Regions from separate parts of the Zea mays genome. Here region 1 is linked to region 2. Evidence: chromatin contacts called from public Hi-C data. All regions are on one chromosome and are shown on one strand. Each heading gives the region's core, a stretch centred on a gene start, on an enhancer-like site or on the middle of the called end of the contact. The rest is flanking DNA. Distances are from core to core; before and after follow the strand shown.

Region 1 (2,700 bases), core at 6-2,505, 190 kb after region 2:
GTCGTGCCCCGCGGCGACCAGGTGCCTCACCACCTGGAGACGATGGGGTCAGAAAACGGTACGCGCCGGCACCAGGCAGGCAAGCCGCAAGCGGGCGGAGGGAGCGGCGGCGGACCTCGATGGCGCGGGTGGCGTGCCCGAAGCCATGGCCGGTGATGTAGTAGGCGAACACCAGGTGCTGCGGCGGCGCGGTCACCTCGCCGCCGCCGTCTACGTCCCCGTCCTGAACCCTAATCCCCAGGTCGCGGCATGTGCGGGTTTAGGTAGGTCTTGCTCGGGGCCACGACGGACGAATTGCGGCCGAGGAGTAGAAAATCAAAGGCTTGCTCGGGATTGCTTGGGGACGCGGCGGGGTTTGCTCGGGGGTGGCTGCGGGGTTCCACGGCTGGGCGTGCGGCATGCAGCGGGCGGTTCGCGGCTGTTGCGACGTTTGCGGCGAGATTCGCGGAGGGATTTGCGGGCTTGAGGATCGCGGCGGTCGGTGGTTTGCGGACGGGCGGGCATCACAGCGAGGCGGACGAGCGGTTTGCGGCTGGGTTTTCGGCGGACATGGCTCTCGCGGTGGTTTGCGGAGGCGAGGTTTCCGGAGGTTGGGCGGGGGCGGTCTACATTAAGGACTTAATAGTTAGTAGAGATTATTTAACCATCCGTAACTCCCTCCCCCCTCCTCCTGGAAAAAATTGTCGAGGAAAATACAGCCCAGAAGCGAGTTCTAAAAATTAGTTCAACCACCATTTGACGTCGCTGACAAAAACAACGGGGACACTGACATGACGGAGTGGGTAGAGTGGCACTGACATGACGCACGGTGTATAGATAAAAAAAAGATCCAAAACACACGGGGACGTTAGTCGTACGTATACACATACCCATCCCACAAAGCCACAATAATAACTGCTCCAACTTCTGTACTACAATAGTGTACGTACTCTTCCACCAGCCGTCCGGCCATCCCATCCCGTTGCCGGAAGAAATACGCGCAATAAAACAACGGGGCGAGAGGCATTTGGCGGGCGACGCGGGAGCTTGCTCGCTTGCTTGCTACGGCGTGTCTCAGACTGGACTGTGAGCCCCACGCCGACGAATTGCACCGGCGAAAAACGGCTGGAAAAGAAAAAATGATTCCCGGGCCGAACTATTCAATTCTTCTCCTCCTTTTTTTTTTTATATAAGAGCAGAGCCCAAAGCGTCGGCCTCGGCCTCGGCCGTATTTAACACAGCCCCTCGCCGTCCATCGACATTCTCCCTCCGGCCTCACACTCTCTTTCTCGCCCGTCCCACCTCTTTTCGCTGATAAGCACGCCGCCTTCTCCAGCCCGTCCACCCCCGCCGCTGCAGGTCCCGGGCGCTGCTCCCCACCACCGGCGGAAAAATGTCGACGGAGTGTTCGGACCTCGGGGACGAGTTCTGGCTGCCGGAGGAGTTCCTGGACGACGACTTCTTCTCCGAGGAGGAGAAGGCGGCCGTGGCGGCCAGGAGCGAGAGCGACGAGGAGGACAGCCTGGCGGGGCTCTCGCGCAGGCTCGCGGGCCTCCTCGGCGACGACGGGGAGCGGAAGCCGCCTACCGCCAAGGTTGCTTCTCTTCTCTCTGCATGCACCGGGTCGCTCTGCTCTGCTGCGCTGCGCTGCGCTGCGCTGCGTCTGCGTGTCGCGTCGCGTGGCGGAATTTCTGACCCTGCCTTCTTGTTGTGCGGCAGCAGGCGGAGGTGGCGGTGATTGGGTCGCCGCAGTCGACGCTGTGCGGGCTGCCCAAGTCGGGCCAGGAGAGCCCCAACGGCGGGGCGTCCAAGGGGACGTCGCCGCCGTCGTCGCCGCCTCTGGAGCAGAAGCCGGCCGACCCGTGGGACGTCCTGTACGAGGCGGCGGGGCAGGTCGCGCGCATCCGCGCCGCCAGCAGCGTGCCGGTGCAGGTGCCGGCCAACGCATACGCCTTCAGCAAGCCATCCCCGCCGCCGCCGCCGCCGCCGCAGATCGCTCCGCCCTCCGCCAAGGTCCCTGCCGGCGCCGGCGGTCACTACCACCCGCTCGCGCACTTGGTTTCGCAGCGGCAGATGCAGGCTGCTCAGGTGCGTGTTTTGTCCTCTCGCCCAAGATTCTTAAGTTACACCGTCCACCGCTTTGTTCTGTTGCCCTGACGCTCCCCACCCCACCGCGTCGGTTTGCAGTTCCATCTCCTGAAGCAGCATCAGCTGCTGAAGCTGCAGAGGCAGCGCCATCTCGCCGCGTGGAGCGCGCGCCAGAGCGCCTGTGCCAAGCCCGTCGGCTGCGGCGGAGGCGACGCGCCGCTTGGCCTGAACCCGGCGGCGTGGCCTCCGCTCCAGAAGCCACCGCCACCGCCGCCGCCGCAGCAGCACCAGGCGCCGGCGCATCCTGCCTCCGGCATGCGCGCCGTGTTCCTGACCCCGCCTGGCGCCAAGCGCGAGCGTAACGGCACCGGGGTGTTCCTCCCGAGGCCGGCCGGCGCGCCCGCGGCGGAGCCCAAGAGGAAGACGGCGGGGGCGTGCTCGACGGTCCTTGTCCCCGCTCGCGTCGTCCAGGCCCTCAACCTCAGGCTCGAAGACCTCGGCGCCCAGCCTCGCTACTACCCTGGCGGCTTCGTTCTCGATCACGGTTAGCCAAAAACCCGTCTCGTCGTCGCTATAGATAGATTCCATCGAGTGTCCAAAACGGCGCGTGTTTTTGCTGACGCCGGGCTCTTC
Region 2 (2,700 bases), core at 162-2,661:
CTGTCCCTTTTTAATATACACACTAGATAAGGGCATCAAAACGCTAAGTACATATTTTAATGGCTCCTCGGCGATCCAGCACCGTGGATTAATCACACATGGGCATGGCTCTAGGACCTCGGACGCTGCAATTGCTCATGAGAAACTTCACATGCATATTGCTCATGAGATTCAAAATTTTTCTTTTTTTTTTATATGGTTAAAGTTAGAAATGATTTACGGCTATCTTAATTTGGAAGCGACCATATAATATAACCATAGTTGTTACCGTAGCTTACCTCAAGCCTTGTACCATCCGGGAATGTCTGCCACGTGGGCACCAGCTCCACGATGTGGTCGCTGACGCAGAGCAGGCAGTCCAACTCGCGCCGCCACATGGCCTTCTTCTCCGGCGGCAGCGGCTCCAGCCTCCAGAGCTGGCCGAACACCGTCGCTGCAGACACAGACACGTACGGCCGGCCGGCCGGCGCGCACGACGGTCAAAAACCCCATCGCGCGCATGCAGTTGCCGTCCAAGAAAGAAAGCAGTGCAACAACAATGGCTACGCGAGCGAAAAGCCAACCAGCAGCAGGTGGTTTTTGGTCACGCGCGCGCACGTAACGTACGTACCGCAGAGGTTGGTGACGGCGTTGGAGATGGCGAGCGCGGTGCAGACGCCCTTGCCGCTCCCGGACATGTCCTCGCCGAGCAGCAGCTTGGAGAACCGCTCCTTCATCATCTCCATCTCTGGCGATTTCACGCGCGGGCACGCACGACGACGGTGTGAGAGACTGCACGTCCGGCCGAGACCAAACCGATAGGAGGATTATTCGCGCTGGTGTACGTACCTGATGCTCCTCCGTGCCTGTCGGCCGCGGCGACGACGCCGCGCGGCTTCTGGTCCTTGCCGCCGCCGCCGCCCGCGGCGTCGGCCGACACAGACACGCAGGTCTTGATGATGGCCACCTTGTGCCACTCGTCGGGCGGGGCCGGGGAGTACGTGCAGGAGAAGCTGGAGGCGGCGTCGGAGCTGGCGCTGGAGCTGCTCCCGCGGCGCCCCTCCTCGTCGGCTGAGTCCGCCGTCAGCGCCTCGCTCGCCGTGTCACCTCTCGCCATCGCCGGTCGAGCGAGCGACGAATGCGTGGCTGCCTTAGCTGCCTCTATGACTATGAGGACGCGTCGGTCGTTGTTTCCCGGGAGCACGAGCGCGGAGGCCCAGGCCCCGGCTAGGCTAGACACGCCGGCGAGCGACTACGGTCGTGGCGTGCGGCGAGAGGGACAGGCAGGCTGGATCCTCGTGGGGTGGAAGTGGAATGGTGTGGATGCGATGAAAGAGAGCTTGTGACGAGTGAGAAAGAGAGAGGAGTATAGTAGTGGTAGTAAATAAAGGCTTAAAAAGAAGCGAAAGGCAGGCGGGCGAGGGAGGGAGGAGTGACCGTTGGGTTTTGAGTTGTCTTGGTGGGCTTCTTTTGGTAGAGGGGACATCACAGGACCGCAGGGGTGTGCGGGCTGACGCTGACGGTTAGAGGCTGCAGGGTTTGGTCGGTCGGCGTGGCATGGCAGCTACGCCGGGACCGTCGTCCAGGGCGGCGTGGTATCTACGTATGGATCGTCTTGCCGTTGCACGCTGTCTTTGCAGGCAGCCATGTGGAGGGATGGAGGGAGGCCGGGTTGCTGTGTCTGCAAGCCACGGAAATTCCGAGGAGGCAAAAAGGACCGTTTGGCGATCCCTCCTTACAGTCCTGGATTTGTTTAATGGCGTCGAACGTGGCCGATCAAACGGTCAATTATATTCGAGCACTGTATCTATTCTGCTTTATTAAGAGTGTAAAGTCAGCGTCCGCGTCCAAAGCTCTACTCCCACCCGTGCACCCCCGCCTGCCCCGAGGCTAACTATAGGCAGTAGATCCAGTCACGACTCGCCGAGGTCAAACTCGGACGAGAGATCTAGTCACGACTCGCCCGAGGGCAACCTCGATCGAGAGATACAGTCACGACTCGCCCGAGGGCAACCTCGATCGGGAGTCACATTCACGACCCGCCCGAGATCGACCCCGGATAAGTAATGCATTTCTGACTTGTCTGATGGCAGCTCCGGGCGGGAGATGCAGTCACGACTCGCTCGAGGCCAACCTCAGGCGGGAGACGCGGTCACGACTCGTCTGAGGCCAACCCCGGAAAAGTAGCGCATTTCCGACTCGCTCGAGGGCAACCCCAGGTGGGAGACACAGTCACGACTCGCCTGAGGCCACCCTGGGCAGGAGACGCAGTCACGTCTCGCCCAAGGCCACCCCTCGCCCGAGGCTACCCTGGCCAGGAAACGCAGTCACGACTCACCCGAGGCCAACCCCGGGCCGGAGACGCAATCACGACTCACCCGAGGCCACCTCGGGCGGGAGACGCAGTCACGACTCGACCGAGGCCAACCCCGGGCGGGAGACACAGTCACGACTCGTCCGAGGCCAACCTCGGGCGGGAGACGCAGTCACGACTCACCCGAGACCAACCCAGGACAAGCAACTCATTTTCGACTCACCCAAGGACATCTCGGGCGATGCTTCGAAATGTGCCCAACTCCGCCGACCAACTCTGCAATGCCCCGAGCAGGAGATGCAGCCACGACTCGCCCGAGGCCAACCTCGAGTGGGAGACGCAGTCACAACTCGCCCGAGGCCAACCCTAGGTGGGAGATGGAGTCACGACTCACCCGGTGGGAGAGG

The links. A called contact is a pair of places that touch in the nucleus more often than the background predicts.
Region 1: a Hi-C map of bundle sheath shows a contact between it and region 2, with 2.9 times the contacts expected there. The contact joins the promoter of LOC100273970 here to the promoter of LOC100193109 in region 2. A contact is called at or near these places in 4 of 25 Hi-C or Micro-C datasets (bundle sheath, ear, leaf and 1 more).

The regions. Positions count from the first base shown.
Region 1 is chr8:97,990,029-97,992,728 of Zm-B73-REFERENCE-NAM-5.0, forward strand. LOC100273970 reads left to right here and starts at 1,256. Exons shown (of 4, transcript NM_001148357.2): 1 at 1,256-1,573; 2 at 1,702-2,067; 3 at 2,167-2,611. The coding sequence starts at 1,373.
Region 2 is chr8:97,795,297-97,797,996 of Zm-B73-REFERENCE-NAM-5.0, forward strand. LOC100193109 reads right to left here and starts at 1,412. Exons shown (of 7, transcript NM_001138271.2): 1 at 829-1,412; 2 at 611-727; 3 at 279-433. The coding sequence starts at 1,096.